Linked DNA regions of Mus musculus: all the other regions are linked to region 1. Evidence: chromatin contacts called from public Hi-C, HiChIP or PLAC-seq and promoter capture Hi-C data. All regions are on one chromosome and are shown on one strand. Each heading gives the region's core, a stretch centred on a gene start, on an enhancer-like site or on the middle of the called end of the contact. The rest is flanking DNA. Distances are from core to core; before and after follow the strand shown.

What was found. Promoter capture Hi-C pulls out the DNA fragments that hold promoters and counts their contacts. Hi-C and Micro-C count contacts between places; a contact is called where the count stands out from the background. HiChIP or PLAC-seq counts read pairs in DNA pulled down with a chosen protein or histone mark.
Region 2: a FOXA1 HiChIP or PLAC-seq map of pancreatic cancer cells shows a contact between it and region 1. The contact joins the promoter of P2ry1 here to the promoter of Mbnl1 in region 1. A contact is called at or near these places in 1 of 39 promoter capture datasets (liver), 2 of 484 Hi-C or Micro-C datasets (embryonic stem cells and uterus) and 2 of 115 datasets of contacts at active chromatin or transcription factors (astrocytes and pancreatic cancer cells).
Region 3: a promoter capture Hi-C map of liver shows a contact between it and region 1, with 3 times the contacts expected there. The contact joins the promoter of Aadac here to the promoter of Mbnl1 in region 1. A contact is called at or near these places in 4 of 39 promoter capture datasets (3T3-L1-derived adipocytes, the C10 cell line and liver).
Region 4: a promoter capture Hi-C map of liver shows a contact between it and region 1, with 4 times the contacts expected there. The contact joins the promoter of Sucnr1 here to the promoter of Mbnl1 in region 1. A contact is called at or near these places in 7 of 39 promoter capture datasets (the 3T3-L1 cell line, 3T3-L1-derived adipocytes, the C10 cell line and 2 more), 1 of 15 datasets of contacts at CTCF or cohesin (large pre-B cells), 1 of 484 Hi-C or Micro-C datasets (liver), 6 of 115 datasets of contacts at active chromatin or transcription factors (the NIH/3T3 cell line, bone marrow-derived macrophages, fibro-adipogenic progenitors and 2 more) and 1 of 9 other capture datasets (macrophages).
Region 5: an H3K27ac HiChIP or PLAC-seq map of hepatocytes shows a contact between it and region 1, with 4 times the contacts expected there. The contact joins the enhancer-like site here to the promoter of Mbnl1 in region 1. A contact is called at or near these places in 3 of 15 datasets of contacts at CTCF or cohesin (the NIH/3T3 cell line, large pre-B cells and pro-B cells), 10 of 484 Hi-C or Micro-C datasets (the G1E-ER4 cell line, the NIH/3T3 cell line, embryonic fibroblasts and 4 more) and 10 of 115 datasets of contacts at active chromatin or transcription factors (DN3 thymocytes, bone marrow-derived macrophages, effector CD8 T cells and 6 more).
Region 6: a contact with region 1 is called in an H3K27ac HiChIP or PLAC-seq map of the NIH/3T3 cell line, with 10 times the contacts expected there. The contact joins the enhancer-like site here to the promoter of Mbnl1 in region 1. A contact is called at or near these places in 7 of 39 promoter capture datasets (the 3T3-L1 cell line, 3T3-L1-derived adipocytes, cranial neural crest and 3 more), 3 of 15 datasets of contacts at CTCF or cohesin (the NIH/3T3 cell line, large pre-B cells and pro-B cells), 27 of 484 Hi-C or Micro-C datasets (B cells, the C2C12 cell line, the C3H10T1/2 cell line and 13 more) and 17 of 115 datasets of contacts at active chromatin or transcription factors (the 230-238 cell line, DN3 thymocytes, the NIH/3T3 cell line and 13 more).
Region 7: a Hi-C map of liver shows a contact between it and region 1, with 3 times the contacts expected there. The contact joins the enhancer-like site here to the promoter of Mbnl1 in region 1. A contact is called at or near these places in 1 of 15 datasets of contacts at CTCF or cohesin (the NIH/3T3 cell line), 5 of 484 Hi-C or Micro-C datasets (brown adipocytes, liver and nephron progenitors) and 8 of 115 datasets of contacts at active chromatin or transcription factors (the NIH/3T3 cell line, T-cell acute lymphoblastic leukemia, bone marrow-derived macrophages and 5 more).

Annotation. Positions count from the first base shown.
Region 1 is chr3:60,498,968-60,502,913 of GRCm38.p6, reverse strand. Mbnl1 (muscleblind like splicing factor 1) reads right to left here and starts at 1,735. Exons shown (of 10, transcript NM_020007.4): 1 at 1,491-1,735.
Region 2 is chr3:61,001,014-61,004,959 of GRCm38.p6, reverse strand. It overlaps P2ry1 (purinergic receptor P2Y, G-protein coupled 1), which reads right to left and starts at 2,175. Exons shown (of 2, transcript NM_008772.5): 1 at 361-2,175. The coding sequence starts at 1,518. The coding sequence ends at 397.
Region 3 is chr3:60,030,167-60,034,112 of GRCm38.p6, reverse strand. It overlaps Aadac (arylacetamide deacetylase), which reads right to left and starts at 2,325. Exons shown (of 5, transcript NM_023383.1): 1 at 2,172-2,325. The coding sequence starts at 2,306.
Region 4 is chr3:60,079,883-60,083,828 of GRCm38.p6, reverse strand. Sucnr1 (succinate receptor 1) reads right to left here and starts at 1,960. Exons shown (of 2, transcript NM_032400.2): 1 at 1,901-1,960. The coding sequence starts at 1,903.
Region 5 is chr3:60,096,757-60,100,702 of GRCm38.p6, reverse strand. No RefSeq gene overlaps it. Among named protein-coding and RNA genes, the nearest start is that of Sucnr1, 17 kb to the right of the region's middle. Within about 2 kb of position 1,927, at least 25 of the 459 cell types and tissues checked have an H3K27ac peak or open chromatin away from gene starts, as enhancers often do. A contact at or near this core is called in hepatocytes and liver, where this site is marked.
Region 6 is chr3:60,121,961-60,125,906 of GRCm38.p6, reverse strand. No RefSeq gene overlaps it. Among named protein-coding and RNA genes, the nearest start is that of Gm24382, 3.8 kb to the left of the region's middle. Within about 2 kb of position 1,831, at least 62 of the 459 cell types and tissues checked have an H3K27ac peak or open chromatin away from gene starts, as enhancers often do. A contact at or near this core is called in the C2C12 cell line, the NIH/3T3 cell line, a colorectal cancer cell line and 5 more, where this site is marked.
Region 7 is chr3:60,167,778-60,171,723 of GRCm38.p6, reverse strand. No RefSeq gene overlaps it. Among named protein-coding and RNA genes, the nearest start is that of Gm24382, 42 kb to the right of the region's middle. Within about 2 kb of position 1,878, at least 35 of the 459 cell types and tissues checked have an H3K27ac peak or open chromatin away from gene starts, as enhancers often do. A contact at or near this core is called in brown adipocytes, hepatocytes and liver, where this site is marked.

The DNA of each region.
Region 1 (3,946 bases), core at 486-2,985:
GAAAGCTAGTTTAGCTGTCACCAACTTTTAAGGAGGCAAAGATGGAAGTGACAGCCACGTGCTTTCTCCCGCTGTGAAATAACTCATTGTCTTCAGGCTACCAACTACATAGTTAACACATCTGCCTCCTGAACTAAATTGTTCAAGGATTCTGCAGTCCTTGAACTTTCACTTCAACTTATCTTTGGGGATCAGAATTTTATCTTACAAATAGGACCAGGTAACAACACCAACATTGTAAAGCCATAGACAGAGACAGCCTGGTTTGGAAAGTTATGGCCTAAGTAAGTTCCTTGTATGAACACTGTGTTGAAACCCAGGAAGGAGGTCTAACATGCCCACTAGTGTACTATTTCAAAGCATGCTGCAGAAGACCTGCGTATCCAAAGGCCGTAATTATGACTTCCCTCTCCTTGAATTAATTTGTTTGTGAAATAGCTCAGAGTGTTGCAGACTTTATTAATCACTTGCTATGGTCTGTGCCTGTGCTGGTGGACACAGAAACCTAAAACAGTGGCAATAACCTTCCAGGCTGCTTCTAACTTTGTTTTTAATCCTGGGGATGCATACCGCACATAAACCCATCTTAGCAGCGTAATAGGCTTGTCTCAACACCCATGTAGCTGTAAAATGCTGTGGGCTAGCCAGGAAGGCTTCAGCTCCATTTATACATACATGCATGTGTGTGTGTGTATGTGTGTGTGTGTGTGTGTGTGTGTGTGTGTGTAATTTCTTTAAATCTCACGTTACATCCTCTAAAATCAAAGTATTCTCATATGGCACATTACTAACAACATCAGACTCGGTCTTTTTTTTGGGGGGGCGGGGGGAGGAGTGAGGAAAGGTTTCATATTTCTCTTGTTTTTATTTAAAAAACCAGTCCATATACTGACTACTTATCATGAAAGCTGTTCTACCAGCCTACTGTGGCTCCACCCGGAAAGCTCTATACTTACTTTTCTTACAGTTTTTGAGTGACGCACTACAAAACCACCAGAAAGGGAGGAAAAGCGGCAGCCCTCTCAAGCAGGGCGTCTTCCTCCCTGTAAACTTGGCAAAAAGCACACTGGACTGAAATACAGCACTCTCCATATAAGGCAGCCCAACTAAACATGTCATGCGTAATTTATGGGTGGCAAGCAGAGCATTAACCTCTGCGTGCACATACTTGGCCCACATGAAGCCGGTGCTGGGTGGCAGCCCCGGCAGAGGGATGCGGGCGCGGCCGGGACCCGCGCGACCAGTGGCCGCCCCCCGTCGACCCTGGCAGAGGTCACCGAGTTCACAGCACTCGGCCACGCACCTGCCCCGGCTCACCGGCCACTAGTCCTGTCCCGCGGCGCCCCACGGGGGCCCGCAGGGAGGCGCGGGACAGGGCCGGTAGCCGCAGCGCGCGATCGCGGTGCGGCCCGGGGACCCCCGAGCGCCACCCGAGGCCGCCGCAGCGCCGCCCGCAGCGCAGAACAATGCGCGGCCGCCCCGCCACTCACCTCTCACGTGGCCGTGCAGGCTGCCCGCCGGGGCCCCGACTGCCCGGGGCATTGTGGGATCGCGACTCCGGGATGCCCGCCACGGGAAAGGGAACTGGCCGGGTCCGGGTCACGGGAGCATGGCGAGCGCCCCGACTCGACGGGCTGCGGCGAGAGACTGTGGCATGTCGCCGTGCAGCCTCTTATCGCCGCGCGCCGGTTTCCGCCGCTGCGCGGCCCCTCCCCCGCGCCAGCCCCGCCAGGAAGGCGCGCGGACGCGCAGAGCTCCCACGCGCAGCCCCGGCCCCCGCCCGCCCGCCCGCTCGCTCGCCCGGGCCCGCGCCGCTCACCGCCGCTCCAGCTCCCGGGGCTCCGCGCCCAGCCCGCGAGGCCCGCAAGGTTAGACGGAAGGTTAGAGTTAGCTGCCCGGCCTGCAGCAGCAGAAGCAGCGCATCGCCTGGAACCTGGAAGGCGAAGGGCGGGAAAGAAGCTTGCACGGGTGTTGGTGGGTATCTTTCTCAGCACTCACAGTTTTGGAGTTCTGCGAGAAAACTGATCGTCACCCAAACACAAACCCAGGCCACCTTCCTGTCCTATCGGCAAATAAAACTTGCAGTTTAAAGGCTCCCTTACTTCCAACTCTGCAGTGTGGTGTACAGAAAGCAAGCAGGGCTCCCTCTTTTAAAATAAAATAACATCTTAGGCGCTGCAGAGGTACTCCCACGCAAACAAGCCCTGGGCAACTGCCCGCCTGAGCAAATGAAACACCAGCTCCTAGTTCATTAGCTGCTGTCCTGTAACTTGGCTTTGAAAGAAAAGAATTCTGGGCTTCTGAGAAGAGATAAAGTTTGAAGATCTGCGGACGGGATTTCCAGTGAATTTCAAGGAATTCTGATAACTTCGTCAGGGATGATTTTTAACTATAAAAACGTTTGTTTCATGGTTTGAACATGAGTTGAGGTGAGTGAATGCAAACTGGATTTCTCCCTCCCTGTTTCTGTTGAGTGGGTCAGGCACACTCTCCTAGGCGGAGTAAATAAATAAATAAATAAATAAAGTACTCCACTAGTTTGCAGAGGTACTAGTAACAGATCTTGATCCTCTGCTGGTCCATGAAACACGGACTTGCTGCTTACTGATCCCTTCCTGAAATAATTAATTAATTAACTAGTACCACTTCTCAGTGTTAATTATTAAAAGTTCCCAAGTCCCCAACAATGGAAACAAAGTAGAATGACAGTAGCATTTTCTCAGAGAACAGAGACAGGGAGTTTCTAACTGACAATTAGTAACCACCAGCGCCTGAGGACTTTCTCAGCATTCATTCCAGCAACTGGATGGAATGTGAGCTATGGCAGAAGTAGTTAAGTATAGGTAGGATGGAGGTAAGTGCAGGAGGATGGAGTACACGGATTGTACTTTTTGGAGCAGCATGGTAGAAAAGAGCACCAGCCAGCTGGTGCTAAGATGGTAGGCAAATATCCAAAATGCCCTTGAGAAAAGGAGGGAAGGCTCCCTGGAGGAACTTATGCAAGCAGCGCCTTGAAGGATGTGCAGAAGTTGCTAAGATAAAAAGAGAGTTGCCTGGATAGGCTAGCTGGCTAGGGAGATGACTCCTGCGTAAAGAAGCTGGAGCTCAGGTCTGAGAACCTGAGTTCAAATTCCGAACATCTAGGCAAGTGTCTGTAACCACAGTGCTGGGATCAGGTAGAGAATGGGAGATATTCACAGCCCATTAGCCAGTTAACTCTGAATTCCAGACTCAATGAGAGACACTCAAAAAAGTAAGTAATAAGATGGAAGGTAAATTTCAGAAGACACCTAATGTGGACCCCTGGCTTCCACGTGCACACAATCATAGGCACAGGGAGTGTGGCACAAGTGGGCCCTGGGACGGTGGAGCAAAGTGCAGAGCACGTGCAAGAAGCCTATCTGTTTCAATGCCCTGTAGAATCAATACAGTCATCTGTTTCCTTTCTTTAAAAGGAGATTAACTTGTCGGCAGAGAAGGAAGCCAGGAACTTCAACGTTATTCAGCAAACTATGAACTAGTTCGCAGGACCAGGGCGATAGGGTGGAGTCTGGACTTGCACTCTAGAAAGATCTTTGGCAAATGCTTAGAGGGTTACTGAGAATGTATTCAGGGATGTTGGCAAAGGAAGGGTAAATGGGTGTAGACCCACTGGAAAACTGACTCATGCAGGGATGGAGGAAGGGATGGGCCTTGGGAAACTCCCAAGGCTAGCTTAGCCTACAGGATTGTTTCTAGCCTTTCCTTGTTTTCAGTTGCTTTCCATTTTCTATCAAAGAGCTCTGGCTTCCTGAAAGCATAGGCTACCTTTGCACCTGCTGCTGTGTGAGCTAGCTTCCTTGCCTACTGCCTAGACCTAATCCTGTTTGAAGGATTAATTTACAGTTGCACTCAGACCCACTCAGAGTTAGAGACTTGTTGGGTTTTTTGGTTTTGGGTTTTTTGG
Region 2 (3,946 bases), core at 926-3,425, 500 kb before region 1:
GCAACACAGGCTGAACAAATCACAGGTTCAAGTTCCAGGTGGCCAGTTTTCTTGGAGACATTTTTAATATCAAAATTGCTCTGTTACACATTCTCTTTCTCTCTCTCTCTCTCTGTCTCTCTCTCTCTCTCTCTCTCAACAGAAAAAAAGCCTGTGAATTGAAAAGGAGGAAGGGGAAGTGTTTATTACACATACTTCTATTCAGTAAGAAAGGAGATTACAGGAAAGAACAATAAATGTGGATATGTGCATCAAATTGATGCTTCTTAATTTTTAGACTCACGACTTTCTTCTTTGGAGAATTCTCTTACATTACTAGGAACTTAGGAAGAAAAGCATCTTGTTCTATGAGCATCCTACCATGTTACAAAACTCAGGAGCTAGGATCTCGTGCCTTCACAAACTCGTGTCTCCATTCTGCTTGAACTCAGATAAAATATTGAGAGTCATTTCTTCACTCTTGGATTGTAAATTGGCCTCACTCCTCCTGGAAGCTTTCCTGGTGGCTCGGGACAGTCTCCTTCTGAATGTATCTCCAGCCAAGAAATAAAGAATGGGGTCCACACAGCTGTTGAGACTTGCTAGACCTCTTGTTACCTGATAAGTGGCATAAACCCTGTCGTTGAAATCACACATTTCTGGGGTCTGGAAATCCAACCGTGCTCGCAAATTCATCGTTTTCATCACATGGAAAGGGATATAAGACACAGCAAACACCGTCAGGACAATTATCACCAGGTAAATGGATTTCCTCCGGAGCGGAGAGTTGTCCAGGTCATTGTAAATCAAAGCTTTAACAATTAATCCATAACAGCCCAAGATCAGCACCAAAGGGATGCAGAACATGGCCACAGTCGTGCACATACTGTAGATGAAATAACTTCGCAGGTAATCATTGGACGTGGTGTCATAGCAGGTGACAGTTTTGTTTTTCCGAGTCCCAGTGCCAGAGTAGAAGAGAATAGGGGAGATGGCCACCACCACAATGAGCCACACCAGCACGCTGACATAAATGGCATTCTTCTTCTTGAGCCTGCCCAGAGACTTGAGAGGGTACACCACGCCACTGTACCTGTGTGCGCTGATGCAGGTGAGGAACAAGATGCTACCGTAGAGATTTACGTGGAAGATGAATCTCTGCAGCTTGCACATAGCATCCCCGAAGATCCAGTCAGTCTTGTTGAAGTAGTAGAAGATGAGGGCTGGTAGGGTGAGCACGTATAAAAAGTCAGCCAGAGCCAAATTGAACATGTACACGGAGATGCCGCTCCAAGGCTTCATGTGGAAAACGAACATCCAGATAGCCACGCTGTTGCCTAGGAAGCCTATGATGAACACTAAAATGTAGACAGCCGGCAGGTAGTAGAACTGGAAACCGGTCTTGGTCAGGGCACATTGGAATGAAGAGGAAACTGCTGCAGTTGAGGCGACAGTACTGTTTCCCCAAAGCGAGCCCAGGCCCGCCAGAAAGGCAGCATCCGTCCCGTTGGGGACAACCGACCAAGGCACCTCGGTCATCCTCTTCTTTCCAACTCAGGCAGCTACTAGAAAGGGCAGACCGCGGCGAGCGGGCAGCAGCGGCGAGAGACTCAGCGCGCATCGGAGGCGCAGGCCAGGGACCGCGCGCGGGAGTTCCCCACGGGTCGGAGCGCGCAGGGGCTCGCCCACGCCGGCTCTGGCCGCGCTTTTGTCGCGGGCCATGAAATTCGCCCGGAGCTGCGACCGATCTAAGCTGAAGGACGTGCGGGCAACTTCCCGGTCCAGCTGGCGGCGCGGAGGTTACACAACAGGACGCGCAGGGCACCTCCACCAAGTTTGCAAGTGCGCTCCCGCGCAGGGCGACTGATAGGCGCTGCTCAGAGCGCCTGGGGCGCGGCGGGTCAAGTCCAAGTAGTTCGGCTGTTCCCAGCGGCCCGAAGGCGCAGGCCAACCACCTCCTCTCTGATCAACTTTGCCTGGCCATCTGCCTACTCCCTACCTTGCAACCCGGGACCTTCACCAGGGACGCCGCGACTCTTCTTCCGGCCACATTCTGAGCCCGCGCTCAACCTTGGAGGTCTTTTGGAGAGCGCGTGGCCTCGGACCCTGGCGTACTACCTACCCTGTACCCCGCTCACAGTCCATGAAGGCTGCAGCTCGTCTCCGCGCTCGGCTGGGTCTCGAGTGCAGGGGGCAGGAGAGAAAGCCAGGCTCCCAGCGGGGTGGGCGGAGCCTAGGAGCCCGGGCGAGTCTGTGCTCCGCGGGGAGGCAAGGGGCGTGTCTCCGCCGTGCAAGCTCCGGGCCGCCGGCTCAGGGCTGGGCGCCCAGGGCGGGAGGTGGCCTCTGGAAGCAGAGATCGCGGTGCCCCTGCACGCCTGGCAAGGCCGCCACCACTCGAATCAGTGGTCAGAACAAAAGGTGCTCTAGGGCAGCGGTGGCTTCTGGCCAGCGTATGGCTGGAGGGGTTTCCTCGGTCCTCCACCAGCTAGCTCTGTAAAGTGAAGTTGCTGACACGCTGAAAACCTTCTGGACGCTGGCAGCGTTGTGTCTAAAGCTTTGAGCTGAGCAGTCTGAGACAGACATCTCCGGAGCCTCCCCGGAACTCGCAAGGTGTTTGCAGGCTCCAGACAACCAGCGGTTTGCAGGTGGGCACGCCCTGGCCCTGCACAGCGCCTTGCTTTGCCCAACGCGTGTAGGAACCTGCTGATCCCAGAGGGTGCCAGCTCTGAATGAGTGAGGGTGGTAAGCGGCATGGGCAAGTCGCTTTCTGCCCTTCATGTCTGTTTGTTTTTATTGTTGTTTGCTTTATCCAAATACTATTTTTTGCACTACTTAGAAAAATGCTAATACACCGGCATCACTGGTAACATTATTGTGAGAATGTACATAAGAACCTGGTCTAACTGCTTAGTTAACGCAGCACACATCATCAGTCCAACTTGACTGCTAACACTTGCTGGAAAGAACAAGCGCCCTCCCTCCAACCTCCAGTTACCATTTACATACATTTAAATAATAGAGACTACAGTGAAAATGATTCTGAATCAAGCTGAATATTAAACACAGCTTTATAAAGAAAGAGGGTTCATTTGTTGAGGGATAACTTTACAGTTTGGCTTTATTGTGAATCTTATTTCTTAAAATGCCTGTTCCTCTAGTAGATACCTTTCAAATTTAGACAGAGACCAATGTAATTATTTTATTTTTTGTAAATCTTAGTCTAGGGTTCCAAATGCATAAAAAATGTGGGCAATATATAAAAAAAAAGTGTTTAATTGTAAACTAAATGGATTGTTTCCTACCTGAAGACATGATTAAACAGACCCACCCAAGAATGGAACCAAGCCCTTCTTGACAATCTACTGATTAATGTATTTTATGTGCCATATTAACAAATACATTTTTTCTTGTAAAAAAAAAGTACGAGGATAGAATACCTTCGATTATATTCTATAGCCATTTCATTCTAGTTTCATATATTAAATGACTTTGTTCCCTTAAAAACACTCAAGGAGTTGGTGATCTGTCTCAGCCACTAAAGGCATTAGGCACTTACCGCCAAGCCTGAGGACTTGAGCTTGATCCCATTACTTACATGGTGGAAGGAAAGAACTGACTCCCACTTTCCTGATACCTGTGCACCCATATTGTGTCACTGTGGCACATGAGCATATGTGCATGTACACACACACACGCACACACACACACACACACACACACACACACACACAGAGAGAGAGAGAGAGAGAGAGAGAGAGAGAGGCAGAGAGAGAGAGAGAGAGAGGAGACACAGACACGGAGACACAGAGACACAGAGCCTGATACAGAGACAGAGACACACAGAGAAACTAAACGTACAGGAAAAACAAACAAACAATGGAAAAAAACCTTAGAGGAAAATCATGAGCCCCTTGCTCAGACACTGGGAAGGAAATTACTCCCCACCACCCAGCAGATCCTTATGGGA
Region 3 (3,946 bases), core at 1,076-3,575, 470 kb after region 1:
AATAGGATGTTGAGTTCTTTAGGCATATGCCAATGAGTGGGATAGATGGGTCTTAGGGCTGATCTACTTTTTGCTTTTTGAGAATTTGTCAAGCTGATCTTCATAATGCTTGCACTAGTTTGCAATCCCAGCAATTGTAAATGAGATGGAAAGATGGTGAGAGGCAAGTGCAAAACCATAAGCCACAGAAGCCAACATACGTTGGCACAATCAGAACACAGTTCTCCAACCACAGCAAGCCCTGGATACCCCAACACACCTGAAAAACAGAATGCTGACCTAAAACTCCTATTTCATGAAGATAATAGAGTCCTTTAAGGAGGATATAAATAACCCACTGAAAGAAATACAGGAAAACACAGGTAAATAGGTAGAAGCCCTTAAAAAGGTAACAAATCCCTTAAAGAAATTCATTTTAAAATTTTAAAATAATTTTAACTTTGATATTTTTCTTGACTCTTTCATTTTGACTTATTTTATATTCTAGATATTAACCTTCTATCAAATATATAGTTGGCAAAGATTCTCTCCCTCTGAGAAATTCCTCTTTACCAAACTGATAGTTTTCTTTGCTGTTCAGAAGCTTTTTAATTATCTTAGCTCTCATTTTTCAATGGGTGACTTAATTCCTGGGTAAAAGTACCCTATTTAGAAAACTTTCCCACACCTATATTGTGTAGGGTACTGACTATATTCTCTTCTAGCATTTCAGGTTTCAGTGTTGACCTCATTTTTTTTTCTATCTATTTGGAGTTGATTTTCATGCAGTATGATAGATAAAGATTTGACTTTATTCTTCTACATGTGCACATGCAGCTATCCTGCTAAAACATGTTGAAGATACTGTCTTTTCTCCAGTGTGTATTTTGGCACCTTTGTCAAATATCAAAAGCATTTTAAATGTGAATATATATTTGGGTCTTCTCTTTTACTAATCTACAAATCTTTATTTCTATTGATGTCATTATCATGTAATACATTTCATGTTCTTTTATAATTTTGTCATCAAAACATGTCATTAATTCTTTTATGTTTTTCACCTATAGAATTTTATGTTAGGTAGAATGTTTTACTTTTAGTAATCATATTGCATTTTTTATTTAAAAATTTTCATACAATATATTTTAGTTATGTTTCCCTACCTCCCTGCATACCCAACTGTTTTTCACTTTTTCTCTGTCTCTCAAAAACCCACTAAAATGAAAACTAAAGCAAATAAGCAAAACACCTATCATAATAGAAAAAGAACAAAACAAAACAATCATATTTTTAGCAAAGGCACACAAATAAGGCAATATTAAATTGTCCCCTACATGGTGCAATCTAAACATGTTTATAATGGTCTCTGATATGTATGTGGAAATTTAAAATTTTATTTATGGTATAATGAAACATATTCATAGCTGACTGAATATCCCACAAAGATGCCAAAGCCATGTACTAGAAGAAACTAGCGAATTGTGCTGCCACAGTGGGATGTCCACTTGTAGAATAACGAAAGTACACAGTTACCTCTTACTTTGCACAAAATAAGACGTAAATTGATGAAAAACTTCAATAGTAAACCCCAAACTCTGAAGCTTCTAGAAAATATTTTAGATTGCACTTTAAATTTATAGGCACAGGAAAGGACTCTATAAATATAACTTCATGTTTTTCACAAGTTAAGAGCAACAACAGACAAATGGCACATTCCAGAACTGAAGTTTCTATACAGCAATGGAAACATAGAATGAAGTAGAACCTACACAAAATGCCCAGAGTTACAATAGTGGCTCCAATTAGAAATTAAATGGTCTTGTTTCCTGTGTTTCTGGATTGTTTGTTTTGTTTTGTTTTTAACCAATCAGCCTTACTAATTGTCCCACATGGATTTCCATGCATGAATCTAAATCTACTGCATAGACTTTTATAATTAAACAATACTACTATTCCATTCTTTTTTTACTGAAGTTGATTCTTCTAAAAACCTTCACTTGGCAGTACTGCAAAACACACACTCTCTTTCTATCCTCTATTCTTCTTTCTTCTCCTTTCCCTCTGTCTGGTTGCTGACTGTAACTGGAATCAGATCTAGAGAAGGATCATGCTAAGAAACATCTTTCATAGATCCTACTTTGTCCTTTTTAAGTTATTCAGCATTCATAAGGTTGGTAAAATTCAGAACTTACCAAATCTGTTCCTATCTTTACAAAGGCAGTTTCCCATACTACCTTCCAAGGCTCTTCAATAGCATCTGGAAGCGGTATATAAAGATAATAAGCTACAAGCACCACAGAGATGAGAAGAGAAATGGTTTTCCCCATGTTTCCTTCTGCTCTTTCTGCTTTTGGCAGTTAGGAAATACAACTCATTTCAAATCATTGGATGTTGAATTTTAACCAGTCACCAAGTGTTACCTAACTTATTCAGTCCAAATTCCACGACGCAATCTCTTAAAGCACAGGCACTCCAAATCTACAAAGAATTTCAAAGCAGAGCTTTAATCTCGAAGGTACTTCCCATCTGTTTCTGAACAGTTTTCAAGAAAAACATATCACAACAAAGGTGTTATTATTCAGACTCTCTTACCTGTAAGTAATAGGTATTGCAACATATGAGAAAGACATATGTAAAGTAGAAACTAAAAGAAGATCAACAACACCTTTAAAGCTATGTGAAATTTTTAAAAAAATTCAATTTTCCTTAATTGCCTCTGGGCCCTACTTTCCTTCCCGTTGGGAAACTCCAGGCGTTTTTAATGACTGTTCAATGGCTCGGCTTATGAAGTAGCTTTGTTCTGTTTATATGATTTCTTTTGAGAACACAGAATAATTATATCATGTTCCTTTCTGTTCACAGCTCAGCTGAATCCATTCTGTACATTCTCAACTTGAAAAACCCATTCCTCTTCATTTTATTTTTGGCTACATTGATAATTAGACAATTCTCACCTTTTAGTCCAATATTCTAACTTAAAACATTTCTTTGGCTGTTAAGTTTATAATTGCCACCAGAAAATCTGCACAAAAGTCACTTATCTGTCCAAATCCCCACCTAATTAGATAATGAATGAGTCAAGGGTTGAATGACTCAAGTATTCAATTCTGTTTCAATGAGCTTCAAGCATATTCCATGCCAAGTTCAACCTAACTTTCACAATAAGTAGATTGCATCAAATAATCTTCATATCAATATGGGAGTGGAAGGGTGACTATTACCAGACTACTTTTTAAAGAGTAAACTACATATTTCTAAAGCTAATATTTTATATTGGATCCCCTGTTTCACAAAGGCTATATTCTATAGCACTATGAAAGAAAATGAGAGTCAAAACCTTGGTCTACTTTTGTCTAATTGTTACACATGACTATCTGTGTTATGCATGGAGGGAGTAGTTTTATTCACATGTTATGAGATTGTGTTAGGTGGACAGATGGTCTGGTGGCAGAGATCAATGAAGGCAAAGTGAAGAAAAAGGAAGCCATGAAATTGAAAGAACCGAGAAGGGTCTGGAGGAAAAAAAAAGTGAGAAATCTTGTAGCTATATTATAACACCCCCCTCCCAATTAAAAAGAATTCTGCATCAGGAACTTCATCCAATTGTTTGTATGAGTGGGTTGTTAGAATTGATTTGGTGATTTGGGGAAACTAGTTATCTTTATTTTTTCAAGCCACTTTGTTTCTTTGTTTGTTTTCATGGATATCTGACCATTTGGGTTTTGATCATTGACTCAGACTTTATTTTTTCTTTTATTCTTTTAATTCAACTTGACTTTGTTCTTTCAGTTAAAATCTTGGCAATGTTCAGGAAAGACTAGGTTATAGTAAAGTCGTAGCAATGATTTTGTCTGTTGGAAATGTGTTCTGGACCCCTGGATCTATCTCCAGTCTACCATTCTGGGCTGACCCTATTACTGAAAACACCAGAATTTTAGCTATAGAACATAAAGAACTCAATACCAAA
Region 4 (3,946 bases), core at 711-3,210, 420 kb after region 1:
AGTGTTCCCTGAGCCTTAGGTGTGGAAGTTGTTTTGTAAATAATATTACACCAAATTAGGAGGTTGTGTTTATAAATATATGTGTTCATATATGCCTGTAAGAACAAGTAATGCAAAAAGAGGCCATACATTAAAAAGTGACCAAGGAAGGGTATATAGGAGAATCGAGAGAGAGGGAAAAAAAAGAAGGGGAAAATAATGTAATTATAATATAATCGTAAAAGTACAAGAAGTAATTAAACAAACAAAAACAAAAGGTGTGTGGATGAAATACATATTAATTATAAAGTACAGTGTGGGTACAAATAACAAAAAATCAGGGAAAAATGTTTAAATCAATTAATCCTATTATTTTTATGCTTTAATATTGCTGAAATTTGTTTGTTAAAATGAGATTTTGCTTTTCATGACGTCTTATAATCTATTCATTTAATATGTTTTCAACTTGGTTTATTTTTAAATCCCTTTTCATATCCAAACATTATCAGATTATGGTTTTATAGTGTTAGGCTCTCCAATACTTATAGGCTTATAGGCTGATTCAACTTCATAAGGACACACTTTGAGAATATTGTATTCCAAATTCAGGTATATATATACATATATATATATATTCAGGTATATATACATATATATATATATATATATATATATATATATATATATATATACACACATACATACATACCTCCGGGTGTCTTTTGTTATGGTATAATTATGCAAATTAGGGAAGTAAGGTGTGCTCCTTTAGGCAAAACTCTGAATTCAAGGGGGGCATGTCCTCTGAACCATCACTAGCCTATACTTTTCAGGAGCTGTCCTCTTCATAGGCAACAGACATGGCGACAACATGTAGTGGCTTACTGAGGTGAACCATTAACCGAGAACTTTCTTTAAAAAACACATTAGTAACTAAAAGGAAATCATTATTAGCTTCTAGCCCACAGTCACAGAGTCTGTTAGAATTAATAAGCTACATATAAACTGAATACACCCACATGAGAAAATTGCTACTACTCATTCTTAATTTGGAATGATGAAAATTCCTTATAAAATTAGTTCTCTAAACATAAAAATAATGCATGTTTTTACCAGAAATTAAGAAAAAATACATTAATGAAAAACCTGGTAATCCAATACAAACTCTGTTCCTATATCCTGGACCATTGCACAGAGCCTAACAAAAAATAAAAATTTTAACTGTCACTGGAAAGTAAAGTATGAAGATATTCCAACAAGTTTCTCTCATTAGTAAACAATTTAAATAAACTGTGTTTGAGTGTATATAAATATAAGTATTTGGTTCTGGTTAATTACGTCACTTTTATGTATTCCACAAGTTACACCCAAACATCAAACATTACAGTATGTATCAAGTTGCATTTTTCATTAATAAGTTAGAGAATAGATTATATAGTTTGGGGAGTAGAATAACAATCACTCTGCAGTTTACCAGTTCCTTTAGTAAATCTTATTCTTAAATCATCACATTTTGCCAAATATAGATGCAAATTTTAAATTTTGGAATGATTTAAAATTTACTCTACTATAAGTTCTTTAATTTACATGGTTAAATTTTTCATGACGCAAGTTATTTTCCCTTTCTCTAAATAATTTCACTTTTTCAAATAATTGTAATTATCTTTGTTGCGACATTATCAAATACAATGAGCCCTTTAAAGCAAAACACACTACATTTTTGTCTATTAAATCAATGCATTTAGAGCCACATGAAATAGATGTGAAAGTCAGATATGTTTGCCTTTGGCTGCTTCACATCTACTGAAGAACAGTTCCCTAGGCAGCATTTAGCTCACAGAACCCTTCCAAAGGAAGCCCTAAGCAGAAAGCTTGGTCTTCTTTGGTGTGACCGAGAGACATGAGCTGCAGTGTCCCTTACCATTCTGCTGTCGGCTTCTGTCTCGACAGAAAACTCTGCCAGGAGCTGGAGACAGCTTCTGACCCAGTGCTGTGTTGCTGGACATGACCAGTGCAGTCTGATTTGCATATTATGCAGCCAAGATTAATAATTCAAAAGGCAGGGATAATTTATTCAGAAAAACCTCCAAGTCATTCAGAGGAACTCCTGAAAAGCCGAAGGCACACAACAGATGAGTCATTTTGTAGAGAGTAGTTTTAACAAAGACATTTGAGGACAAGCTAATTTAAATTTAGTTGATACACTCCCAAAACAACATAGAAGCATTCTATCTTCCCATGTGTATGTGCATGGAACTGTGTACGCACATTTAGGTAATGAGAACAGCAAACATTTTATGGTTAATATATATAGTTGAACTCATTTTTCATTGTTTTACACATTTCTTTGGTGACTTCTATACTAAGCATACAATAATTAAACTGCTTCATAGAAATCCTGAGGGAACTATGACATGAGTACTTGGACGGCAGTCTGAATTTGAGCCTTGTCAGTGTGCTGCTGAAAGGCTGTTAGAACTTTAGATAGTATCCGTTTTATTTTCTGTGATTAAATTCAGGAAACATAAAGAAGTACATCAGATGGCTAGGGATTAAGGAGAGAGGCATTATCTTAGATGACAAGCTCAAGAGATAGTAGTAGACTTTCCCCAGTCAGTGCTCTGAACAGCATCCAGAAGACTGATTATTCCAGATAAGAAACAAACCTGGCCTTTTCTCAAGGCTACATCAGTTTTTTATTCAAGCAAAAATCTGGATTGGTTGACCTGAAGGGTGGGGATAACACTGAGGATGTATGTACATGGTAGCGACTAAGATACAATCACAGGCATTTTCTACTTGTAGAGGAAAAGAGGCTAGAGAGTACTTTGGGGTACAGTCTTCAGAAAGAGAGGAGAGTAGCCAGTTGTGGTTCATGGACCTCTCCAAGGTATAGAGTGGCCAGTTGTAGTTCATAGACCTCTACAATGTAAAAAGGAAAGTTCTGACCACCACCATGGCAGGAGGGGCTGGAGATGGTGATTCCCTCTTTGTGGGTACCTGGAGTTCCCCAGAGTTTCCTCTTTCTTGTCTCTACTTCCTGATGGCCAAAAATGTGGTCGGTACTTCTCTTTTTCCCCCCCACAGGACTGCAAGCTGATAGTTTGGGCTTCCTGCCAAGAGCCACACTTCCCCAGGACCCCTCCACTGGTACCAGGGCAGATACAGTAAATAGACTGCTGTTCCTTTCATACCGTGACACCTTATTCAGGGTTACAGAGCAGAGGTACGGAGAATCTGTCCAGCAGGACGAGTGTCACTGTCACACTTCCAGGCCCCCTCACAGGCCCAAATATAAGCTCTGCATTCTTGATGGAACACTGTATGGTCACATTCCTGTTCTAAATTTGTATTAACTTTATAACAAGGGACCAAACATTTCCCTTGTGCTGGATTTGCAAATTATGTTGTCACTTCTGCCAGAGAGAGCACACATCTCTCAGGAAGTGATTTCTGTTCAGCCTATAATATTTCAGTGGGCAGAGCTTCTGACTTTGTTTTCTTTGTTGATAGAAACAATGTAACACATTGGATCTCATCAAATTTTCAATTCTCTTAACTGTAAAGTAGGGATACTTGTGACAATCCCAGGAAATACATATATCTACATAGAAGTCTGTGTATTATACTATACACTGGGGATTAGTCATAACAAGCTGTTGGCTAATATAATATGTCATACTTGCTTGCTAAAGATTAATTATTACAGACATTTTCAATAAATTAAACTTCCTTCCATATGAGTACTTCAATTTAATGCTGTTAGTTTCGGCACAGGAATACAAATTAAAATAATCTTACAAAAAGCAGCACGGTAAAAAAAAAAAAAGGTCATTGAATCCTTGTCCTGAATTTGCATTTTACTAGCTGTGTGATCTGTGAAACAAACTTGCCTAAGCCGATTTCCTTGTTCAGAGGGGCCCAGTGACTCTACTCCACAAAGTTCCTGACATTCACAGTCCAATGT
Region 5 (3,946 bases), core at 678-3,177, 400 kb after region 1:
GCTACTTTTCTAAATGGTCATATTGTTAAGCTGCCTTGTAAATATGCATGGTTTGGACCACATATTTGCACTGTTCTCAACCTTGAACTGCAAACCTTCTTATTACAGTGGGTAATTGTTAATGCGGAGACTCATACTATTCAAAGTATATAGAATGAATGACTGAGTGCTCAGATGCTGGTGGGGCATCTCTAATAACCTGAACCTAGTGGGTTAAAAATAAACAAATGCATGCATAAATAAGACATGATGTTAGCATGGGGCTGATTGGGAGATTCCAGAGTGAGTTAGGATAGGAGGATAGAGATGGATATGATCAAGACACAGTGTATATACATTCATGACAGTTTTGAAGACTAAATTGAAATGTTATTTAAAAACTCATGAGCCAGGAATTTCAAAAGTCGAGCATCATAACATCTGAGGCTTTGAGATCTCCAAGACTGTTTGAGCTACAAAAAAGTTATCCTCCAGAGGATGCTGAACATAGATCCTTAAGGGTAGGCAAAAGTGCACGCTGATATGAGAATGTTCTATACATAAAAGGGAAGGAGGGATTATCACAAGGGGAAGATTATCTTAGGGGGATTATTGTTAGCATTAAAATGATGATGATAACCAACCATCTGGATGGTAAAATGAAGACTCCTGTTGGATTTGCAGAGAATTTAGAATGAAAGAGACAACTTTCCTATGAAACCTGATTTAGTACAAGCCTGAAAGTTTCACCTACTTATTCATCATGTTTAAAAGCCTCTAACTATAGAGGAGTAGAAGCAGACTATTACATCAGAAGTGATGAAATGTCCCTAATTCCTCATAGTTTTGCACTAGCAAACATCTTCAGAAAGTTGTCTTCCGTCTCTTGTAAGACTATGCCAGGGCCTGGCAAACACAGAAGTGGATGCTCACAGTCAGCTATTGGATGGATCACAGGGTCCCCAGAGGAGGAGCTAGAGAAAGTACCCAAGGAGCTAAAGGGGTCTGCAACCCTATAGGTGGAACAATAATATGAACTAACCAGTATCCCCCAGAGCTCTTGACTCTAGCTGCTTATGTATCAGAAGATGGCCTAGTCAGCCATCAGTGGAAAGAGAGGCCCATTGGTCATGCAAACTTTATGTGCCTCAGTACAGGGGAATGCCAGGGCCAAGAAGTAGGAGTGGGTGGGTGGGGGAAAGGGTGGGGGAGGGTGTGGGGGACTTTTGGGATAGAACTAGAAATGTAAATGAAATAAATACCTAATTAAAAAAATCAGGGACTAGGGAAAGAAAAAGAAAAAAAAAAAGAAAGTTGTCTTCCACTGGAGTGGTGGTGCATAACTTTAGTTACAACACTCACAAAGCAGAGACAGGAGGATCTCTAGGAATCCAAGGTTAACTTTCTTTACATAGTAAGTTTCAGAATGTCCAGGACTAATAAGAAGCTTTCACAGGTCTGCTCAGCTGCATTCTTGAAATCAGCCACTGTCACCTATGCGCAGCAACTGAGAAATTGAATTAAAACATTATAGTTCAGTCGTGAAGTTTTCACATGTAAGTAAACATCAGATAGCAAAAGTAATGCAGAACCTTCTACCAAAAATGTACGAGACTGAATATTTGCCTTGCCTTTGTTGGATCTTCAGAAACTGAAGATTTAAGCATGCACCCTTTAGTACAGATCTACACTTTAGGACAGTTCTCTCTTCAAATAGTATTCTTCCCTATTTCTAGGTAGTAAGACAAAAAGTTAAGATAAGATACCCAGGAGCCCAGGTCTGGGGTTGCCCTTGGGTTTTGGGCTCATCCCCAAGCAGTAGCTAAGACTATCTCAACTTTGAGCCTAAGAGTAGAGAATTAAGCCTCATTCTTTATTAGTCCTGTCTGGCTAGATACAGGCCCTGCTCTGGCATTAGGGTGAGATTTAGTCTGGGACTGGGGCAAAGGCTAAGTCAACTGAAACTGGGCTTGGGGTGGAGAGTTGGGATGGGGCTGGATCTGAGCCTGTGAGTCTCCAAGGCAACAAGGAAGTCAAGGGTGCTCTTCATATGTGGAACCTTGTTCCTTACCGAACTGAGAAAACCTAACAAAACAGTTCTGTACTTTACTTTTCAAGTGGTATGTGTGTGTGTGTGTGTGTGTGTGTGTGTGTGTGTGTGTATGTCTAGCTCAAGATAAATGTACAGTTTTGAGGCAACTTCTTAGTCTCATTTAAGACAAAATGTTCTCTGCCAGTCTGTTGATTTTCAAAGAATGCAAATGGATTTTAATACTGAAGTGGAACATTTGCAAGGAAGGAAAAACTGTTGTTATATATGCATATAATTCAGGTTTTATTTGTATTTCACTTTGAATAACATTGCCTGTGACATTACTTCATCTTTAGGAACAGAGATCCTAGAAAAATTGTTTAACTACATTTTATATTTCTATCATGTTCTTTCATAATATTTGTCACTCTAACCTAGAATAATTTAATTTTTTGCTAACTTTATTTTCATTTTATGGAGACACAATCTCACTGTATAACTATGGCTTGCTTAGAAGTCACATTGCATATACTCTTATCAGGTCGGCCTCAAATTCATGCTCTCCCCCTGCCTCTAGCTTCTCCTGTAAGCATTACATGCACAGTCCACCTGTTCAACTTCAGTTGAAACTTTTTTGATCATTTTTGATTTCCTATTTTTGCATATGGAAATAACATGTTTAGTAGTCCTGAGTAAACATATCCAGGAAGCTCAGGGTCATGAGAAAGTCATGACTCATGACACTGAAGAGTTAATACCACTGTGAAATTCAATAATGACATCATTAAAAATATATTATTGCCAAAATCACTTAAAGAGTTTTATTTTAGTGTGTGTGTGTGTGTGTGTGTGTGTGTGGATGTGTGTCTCAAAGAAGGTCAGAGGCATAGGATCCAGTGGAGCTGGAATTACAGGCAGTTGCAAGTGTCCTGACAGATGCTGGGGACCAAAGTTCTCTGTAAGAGCAACACATGATCTTAACCACTAAGCCATACCACTAGCCCTTCATAGCACATTTTGCTTAAATGCTGATAGAAAATTTTATTGAAGTTACTCATTAACACTGTACTTAGTCTGGATAGCATAGTTATGATGATAGTCCTAGCTGCTGTTCTCCGGGATTGTGAATTCTGCAACGAGTCCCAGGACCTTGACCTTTCATGAAAGAACTAAGGATTCTAATTTCTGCTTTTTTAAATAATTGTCACTATGTCACTTGTGCATAGTAACCCATTAAATTAACTAGGCTAGGATTTAATTATCACATGCAAAATACTAAAGAATGATCAAAGGGAAATGTCTGACTTAAGAACTATCAGGTGTTATTAAGAAGTAGGAGAGATGAACTGTGTGGTTTCAGAGTTAGATTGACACAGAGATCCATCTGAAAGTGAATTGGTGTAAGTTCTCTGATGTCATGATAATAAAACCAGAAACGAACTACTTCCTACAATATCACACCATCTGTGTTCTCCCTTCAGAGTTTTGTAATTCTGATAATTCTCAGAGGTATGGATTTGCACAATACATAGTGCGAAGAATCCTCAGGGGAGTGATGCAGCAGGGTAAAGCCTGAGCCTGAGCCAGAGACACCTCCTAGCCCAACAGCCTAGTCACTACATGACAAACGACTATTGCTTAGTGTAGTGGGTTGGTTTGGTGCTGCTATGCATTCAAATGCTAAATTCTGTACCCCAAGATCTGGTTGCTCAAAGACAAGGAGGATCATCACATGTACCAGCTTTGTTGTATAAACCTTGCACCCTAGTTATCCATGATTGGTTCATAAAGATGCTACAGCCTTGGCTGAGCAGAAGAAAGGGGGTGGAGTGGGATTCCCAACCTTAGGTCTTAGGCAGGGGCAGTGAGAATACAGGGGAAGAATGAAGCCACTGTGGGGTAGGTGGATCATGATGGCATGGCCACTAGGGCTGT
Region 6 (3,946 bases), core at 582-3,081, 380 kb after region 1:
GAGTCAGTGCTGGCCACAGGGCCCCAGGTGACATCTGAGGAATATTTGATATCCTGCTGCTAGGATTTTGTGGCTCATTTCACTCTCCTTTTTGAGTAATAATTTTGTCTTTTTACTTAGTAGGGTAGACTTACTTACTTGGGTAGACTATCTGTATGGGGGAAGGGACAAGTGACGAACAGAAAGAGAATATAAGAGAAGCTAATGGAGTGTAGTGAATAAGACCACTGTGCATGGCACAGATGGATAAAAGCAAATAACAAAATCTATCATTTGTACAAAGGAATATGCACAATTTTAAAAGTCCTTTAGGCTTAATTCATTTTGACTTAGATAGTTGATTTTTGTAAAAATATAATACTTGATTATAGCTAAATTATTTGTATGGCTTCAGAATGTAGGACTCTCCAGTGGCTGCATTTCTTGGGTACAAATTCCACTAGCCAGAGAGAGGTGCCCAGAGCCAGCTCAGCTCCTCAGCTGCAAGTCTTTACTCCACATTTCAGCCCATTCAGAATGTCCTCGTCATAAACAGCAGCACGTGAGGGTAAAGGGAATCCCAATCTTCCCCCTTTCTTGTTTCTCGTCTGTAGCATGTGTAGGCTCAGTACCCCCTTCATGTCAATTCGTCACAGGCTTTAGTATAAACCTGTGAGCATCAGGCAGACATGTTCATAATTTACTAATAGGTTTACTATTTTCAAATATTCTCTCTCATGAAGAGTACCAGGTGAGGAGGCCACTGTTCTAGAAAGATAGAGAAAGTCTGAAGAGTGCATGTCAAACTCACTGTCCACTCCCCGACTAAGTAGCACCTTCCCAACAGCTTCCCACAGGTAAAGTATAGAGAAGGAAAATGAGAAAATGTGCCTCTCTTTCCCTCACCAACATCTATCAGAACAGTGTCATTTCCACTTTTAAATAAACATGCAGGCCTAATAAAAGAAGAGTAGAAACAATACGCGTTTTTTCTTGTGGTAGAAGCTCAGAAAACACAGAACTCGACTTTAAGTTTTGCACATTTGAACCATCAATGAGTGAGTTCTAACCATTGCCTAGAGAAGATATGCACACACAATTCCGAAGGTCTAAAGAATTCCATTCATTAAAATAAAGACAGGCACTGTGCTGTGCGTAGGCAGAGCGATGTTTTATTTTGTGAAACACTAGTAATTTTCCAACATCTGAAGGAAGTTAAAAAACAATCACTACGATCATTTTGGTTTCTCTGAAGCCAACAGTATATGAGTAATGCTTTGGCACTTTATGGGTCATCCAAAATCATCAAACAGACTTTCAAAAGTGCTTGCAGTAGGAACCACACCTCTTTTTTTTTTTTTTTCCTGGGCATGGAAAAACCACGTAAAACTGGCTTTCAGTGAGGCCAGAATTGTAAGTAACAGACACCCAGTTTATTTTTAGAGACTGGGTTACCATTAATATATATTCAGAGACTTTTCAGTCTGAGTGAAACACATAAAGTCCTTCTCAATTATTTATACAGAAAGGTTTCAGTCTCTACTCTATGTGCTACAGAGCACATAAAATATATACAGCCCAATAATAGGAGCATGCTTAATTAACATACTGATAGATTCACTTTCAACACAATTAATTTGCCCTAAGCAGTACTCACTTTATGAGGTTTTAAATTGTCAGAAAGAGGCGTGCTCGGCTCCAGCTTCAACATGAGGCAATGGAAGATATTCTTTTTATGTTTTTCTTTTAAAGCTTGCTTTGAATCATTTCCCTCTGTATTTAAGGCCTCCCCTCCCCTCCCCACCCCACCCCCCGCCACTGGAGAACTAACCACCAGAGGCTTCACCCCAGCTGTCTGTCTCCCTCTACAAAGCCTGCTCTGCTGCCTCGTGATGCCTCCCTTTCGTTGGAAGTTGACACTGTACTAATAAACATTGCTGGCAAGAGGCTATAATTAAGACCTGAGAGCTTGGGATTATTTAGGAGATATAGCTTAGTTCCTTGTTGCCCTGAGTGCTTCCAGAAGGCAGGAGGTACTTTTTGCTTCTAATTAAAGTGGAGAATACACTGACTGACGGCCATTACATGAGATGAAGTAGGTACATATTTGGACAGGTTTTATTCCCAGTGGTTGCTTCATTTACAGCCTAGCTTTTTCGTTTGTTTTTAGCCTGGGAAGACCAGCTTCACGCAACTTTTAAAATTAAGAATAAAGTAGTCATGTTCACCAGTGGGGTCATGCTGTTGTTACTTCTACGAAGGCAAACATAGCTGACTGGATTCATGTTAGTGTTAGGAAGAAAAGGTTAAAACATTAAGGTAAGTGTGTCTTTGTTTTATTTTTTATTCTTAAAACATGATCGGGGTTATACAAGAGTGTAATTCATGCAGACTAAAAAACACAGGCAAGGATGGACTAGGATGGGGAAATGATCCAGCTTAAGATTTTTTGGCTTAATCGTGTACATCTTTTCAGATGTGGGGTGGTGCTTGGTCATGCTTTGTTAAGAATGCATTAAGAAGGTATCAGGCTAATATCCACTTATCAGTGAGTACATATCATGTGAGTTCTTTTGTGATTGGGTTACCTCACTCAGGATGATGCCCTCTAGGTCCATCCATTTGTCTAGGAATTTCACAAATGTACTCACTGATAAGTGGATATTAGCCCAGAAACTCAGAATAACCAACATATAAGATACAATTTGCGAAACACCTGAAATTCAAGAAGAACAAAGACCAAAGTTTGTGTGGACACTTTGCCCCTTCTTAGAATTGGGAACAAAACACCCATGAAAGGAGTAACAGAGACAAAGTTTGGAGCTGAGACGAAAGGATGGACCAACTAGAGACTGCCATATCCGGGGATCCATCCCATAATCAGCCTCCAAATGCTGACACCATTGCATACACTAGCAAGATTTTGCTGAAAGGACCCTGATATAGCTGTCTCTTGTGAGACTATGCCGGGGCTTAGCAAACACATAAGTGGATGCTCACAGTCAGCTATTGGATGGATTATAGGGCCCTCAATGAAGGAGCTAGAGAAAGTAACCAAGGAGCTAAAGGGGTCTGCAACCCTTTAGGTGGAACAACAATATGAACTACCCAGTACTCCCCAGAGCTCATGTCTCTAGCTGCATATGTATCAGAAGATGGCCTAGTCAGCCATCATTGGAAAGAGAGGCCCATTGGTCATGCAAACTTTATATGCCTCAGTACAGGGGAATGCCAGGGCCAAGAAGTGGGAGTGGGTGGGTAGGGGAGGGGGAGATATGGGGGACTTTTGGGATAGCAATGGAAATGTAAATGAAGAAAATACCTAATTTGAGAAAAAAGAAAGTATCAGGCAAATGTTTACCACAAATATCCTAGGAAGTTTTCTGTCTACTGTGTGTATTTACCTCTGATGCTTTTAGGATTAGAATATATGACTATTTTATTCACTGTTGGTCTTGAGGCCCACAAAAGTAACTGGCATATAGTGAAGACTTAAGAAACATTGTTACAGGAGAGAGAGAGAGAGAGAGAGAGAGAGAGAGAGAGAGAGAGAGAGAGGGAGGGAGAGGGAGAGGGAGAGGGAGAGGGAGAGGGAGGGAGAGAGAGAGAGAGAGAGAGAGAGAGAGAGAGAGAGAGAGAGAGAAGGAAGGAACAAAGAAGAGGATCGAATAAAGGAGAAAGGGAGAGATAGGAGATGAGGGATGGTAGAGTGGGGCAGTCTCATTGAAATCACTTAGCAGAAAGAATTTTGTATGTGATTTAAAGCAATCCAGTGTCTTCAAGAAATCAGCAGTGATATGCACAAATGAATTCATAGCATTCCAAGTAAATACATTTTTAAGACAGCACAAATAATATCTCCTTGCTCTATATAGTTACCCTCCTTGTTGTGTTGTTCAGTTCTGTCAGTATTCTTTCACTTACCTCTCATTATTTGGAATCCTGTGCTGTGGGACTGTAATGGCCC
Region 7 (3,946 bases), core at 629-3,128, 330 kb after region 1:
ACAAAACAACAACAACAACAAAAAAAAACAAAACAAATCCAACCAACCAAACCAACAACAACAAAACAAAAACAAACACAAAGCACCCTTTATTGTCTTTTCTTATTTTTTATTTTTTCAGACAAGGTCTTTGACAGTTTACATTGTCAAGCAGCCATAATCTAGAGTCTCCTGGGAAGTCAATTTTAGAGGGTTCAGGTAGACAAAGTTTGCTTCAGTCTCTAGGGGACTCTCTTGGTTGTAGTGATTGATGTAGGAAAACTTGTTATTGTGGTCAACACCATTTCTTGGTTTGTGTTCTGGGACGTATAAAGGCAGAGAAAGTGAGATGAAATTAAAAAAAAAAAAGGTAAGAAAGAAAAGAAATTAGCTCTAAACTAGAGCTCTGGTCTGGCTGGCCAATGAGCATAGAGAATAGGCCTATGTCCGTGCACATCCCCATACGCAGTGCTGAGGCTGCAAATATCACCTCAGTACCAGGCTTTTGTGTGGGTGAAGCAGATCAGAACATGAGTCCTTGTAAGTAGATGGCAAGCTCTTTTCCAACTGAACTATCTCTCCACTACAGACTTCCACTTCTATATTCCTTGTTTTCCTGAGATATGGGGGAAGTGTTTTCATTATAAACTTATTATAAGCCAAAAAGTATTATATGAACCCAAATTCTAGGAAATATAATAAGATTCAATAATTATAAATGAGCCAGAACAAGAACTGTGCTCATATTTTCTCATTATTATTTTATCAAATCCTTCAAACATGCCACAATGATGAGACTATTTTACAGTATAAAACTACCAGAAAACTTATTTGTCATTAGCATTTAATTTCATTTACTGTACATATGTGCACTCATGCACACATACACACACATACACACACAAACACACACACATACACACATACATCCTATTCTTCTACATTATCAATTCAATACATTTTATTTTGTGATACATTTCAAAAGTAATAAAACTTTTCTGTATACTTTTGTGTATATCATTAATTAAATATTTAGATTTAGTGTGTATAGGATGCTTCAGACCCTCCCATAGCCCCACCCCACCCTACTCTGCCCTTTATTTACTAAAGTAAGTAAAATAAACATTTTTATTTACTTGTTTTAAATACTTGTGAATGCACAGAATTAAGTTCTGTCACAACAAATGAATGTGCCCTAATTAACATCCATATTGTAATGGTCTCAGAAACTGCCCCCTTTCTTTTCATGGTTAATTAATGCCCACTTTCATTCAGGGTGGAAAATGCTTTTCTGATTTCTTTGTATTTTCAATTACTAGAATTCTCTGTGAGGAGAATCACACAATCTGTATTTTGAGGTAAGATTTCATGCACTCAGCATAACGATTTTGAGGTCAGTCTGCATTTTTCCGTGTGTCAGCAATTATTTTTTCTTGCTATGATGTGGTGTGTTGTATGTCTCAGTCTTCTGAGGTGGCTTCTGAGGTATTTGCAGCATGTATCTACTTTGAATTGTTTGTATAGGAGTAGGATGATCCTGGGAACAGCTATGGTGACTTTTATTAACACAGTAAGCACTGTGATTTTGATTTTCAGGCATAAATCAAGGCACAAAGCAAGTTCAATAAAGAATGAATAAGAAGGGTAGCTGCTTGGACAGGCACTGGTCCTCATGGAAAAAGCTTTTCTTTTTAGCATCTTCAGAAGGGATGATACAGATCGGGTAACAATTTTCTGAACCCAGGGACATAAATCTTCTCAGCCCTCATAAATTGATCTTTGTGAGGTTTTATCCTGAAGAGCAAACTTTAGCAAAACAAGCAAGCAGGCAGGCAAGCCAACCCTGTCAAGGTGCTGCCAAATATGTGAAATCATGGGACACACATCATTCCAGTCCAGCTTCAGAGGCAACAGCAGCACAGTGGTGTGGGGGAAGGGCAGGGGGATGGGAATTTCTGAGACTTCCTGTACACACTGCCTTCTATCATCTGATCACTCAGAAGTTCTGGCTCTGGAGAGGCTTTTATCAACCAATTAGCAGAAACACCCAAAGCAGCTAGCCCACTTAACTGTTGGGTAAGTCTGTGGCCCCTTTGATGTTTGGCCTTGGCACACCAAGTGGTAATTCACAGAAAGATAAAAAGATTTAGGGCACTAAAAGACTATTCTTAGTAGATTAAAGCCTCGTTGCTAGTTCAATGACAAAGGTCTTTCAATATATATTTTCTTTCCCATCTAGAGTAAATATGCAGTCATCCTATGTAAATAATGAGAGAAAATTACAGCACCGGAGAGGAAGCCAATGAATGAGAAAGAGGTTAAATAACAGTCTAACGCTGAAGGAAAAGAACCTGTGTTTGCTAAGACAAATTTAATATCTTATTCCGACTCTTCCTTCATAAAAATTTTAAAAGTACCAGACATCTTCCCTATAAACCTTTGCTCCATTGGTGGCCCTGTAGTTACTGATTCTTGCGACCAATCCTTCTAACCTTGACTTCATTCTCTTTAGCCATAACAACAACAAAATGTCACCTAAAGGAAATTTAAGTGGAGAAACACAAGAAGACAGTGGATACTACTGATGTGAATTCCTTGAGAAGTGAACACAGTCTCTCTCTCTCTCTCTCTCTCTCTCACACACACACACACACACACACACACACACACACACACACACACACACAAACCTTGAAACTGGAACTGAAACTCAATGAGTGAGCTGCCCTGAGATATGTGAAGACCACTGAAGATGGACAACAGAGAAGGGATAAAAATAGACTTTAAATACAAGAGCTAAGAATGGGATATGGTGAGGGAATGTCAGACCTGAGGATGGCTGAGCAGGAAGAGGCCTTGAAGAGCCTTAGTAGTTTACAGAGGAATAGGGAAGAGGAGAGAAAGCTTGCTAAAAGATTTGTTACATTTCCTGTTATTTCTGTGTTCCTTGGAGGATAAATGTTAAAGCAGGTGCAACACACTTGTTTGTAGAGATTACTGGGTAGTTGATTAACTAGATAGTCTATCTGCTCTTTGTCCTGTGTCAACATAGACTCTTGCAGCCTTTGTTAATTGAAATGCTGATACCTTGGTAGATGGTGCAGTGCTTGTCAAATGTTTGAACCTAAGAACGTTAAATGTAGAAATAACTCTACCTTTGACAGAGATGATTTTAAAACAAGACAACTAAACAAAAACTTTTAAGTGCTTTCTATGAAGGGATAGTAAAATTTAGCATAGTTGTATTTTCTTTTATCTGGAAAGATTAAATACTTTGAAGGCTGTGTTCTGAGTTCCTTAACTCACTCTAATTAGTTGTCTTTGTTGGCAAGCAAGAATGTGAGCAAGTACGGGGACAGATGAAGAAGGAAAATGAAGCACATTGTTTAGCATAAATCTGCATGCTTCCCTGGAGTGTGCACTGCTGTTGTTTTGAGCAGTCTATGACACTAGGCATTGAATGTAACTGTAGGAGAATCTTTGCATCTTTGTAAAGGATTTGCTGATTTTTCCTTCTATTTGGACATTGCATCTTCTGTCTCTTGTTATGTGCTTAGTCAGTTGTCATTGATAAAAAAAAAAAAAAAAAAAAAAAAAAAAGGAAGCCTAGCCAGCCTCTTTTAAAAATTTAGCTTTAATTTTTGGCAATGTTTTTCCATGAGAACTGAGCATGGGAAACACTGTATTCAAGGGAAGAGCAGAGTCCAGGAAAAGGAATGTAACTTGTAGAAATCAATCTTCCTTCTTTCCCCTAGGACCTAGTCCTAGACCTATTTCCTTCAACTCTCTCCAGGGACTTCGCCTGATTAGACCTCAGTTCTTAATCTGATTTTAAAAAAAATCCCTGTATTACAAGATCTCTATGCTTCCTATATGAGCTGGTAGTTTATTTTTAACCATCATGACAACTATTGCAGAACCACACTGTGAAATCAGAACAAAGTGTGCTGGAATCCATGGACCAATC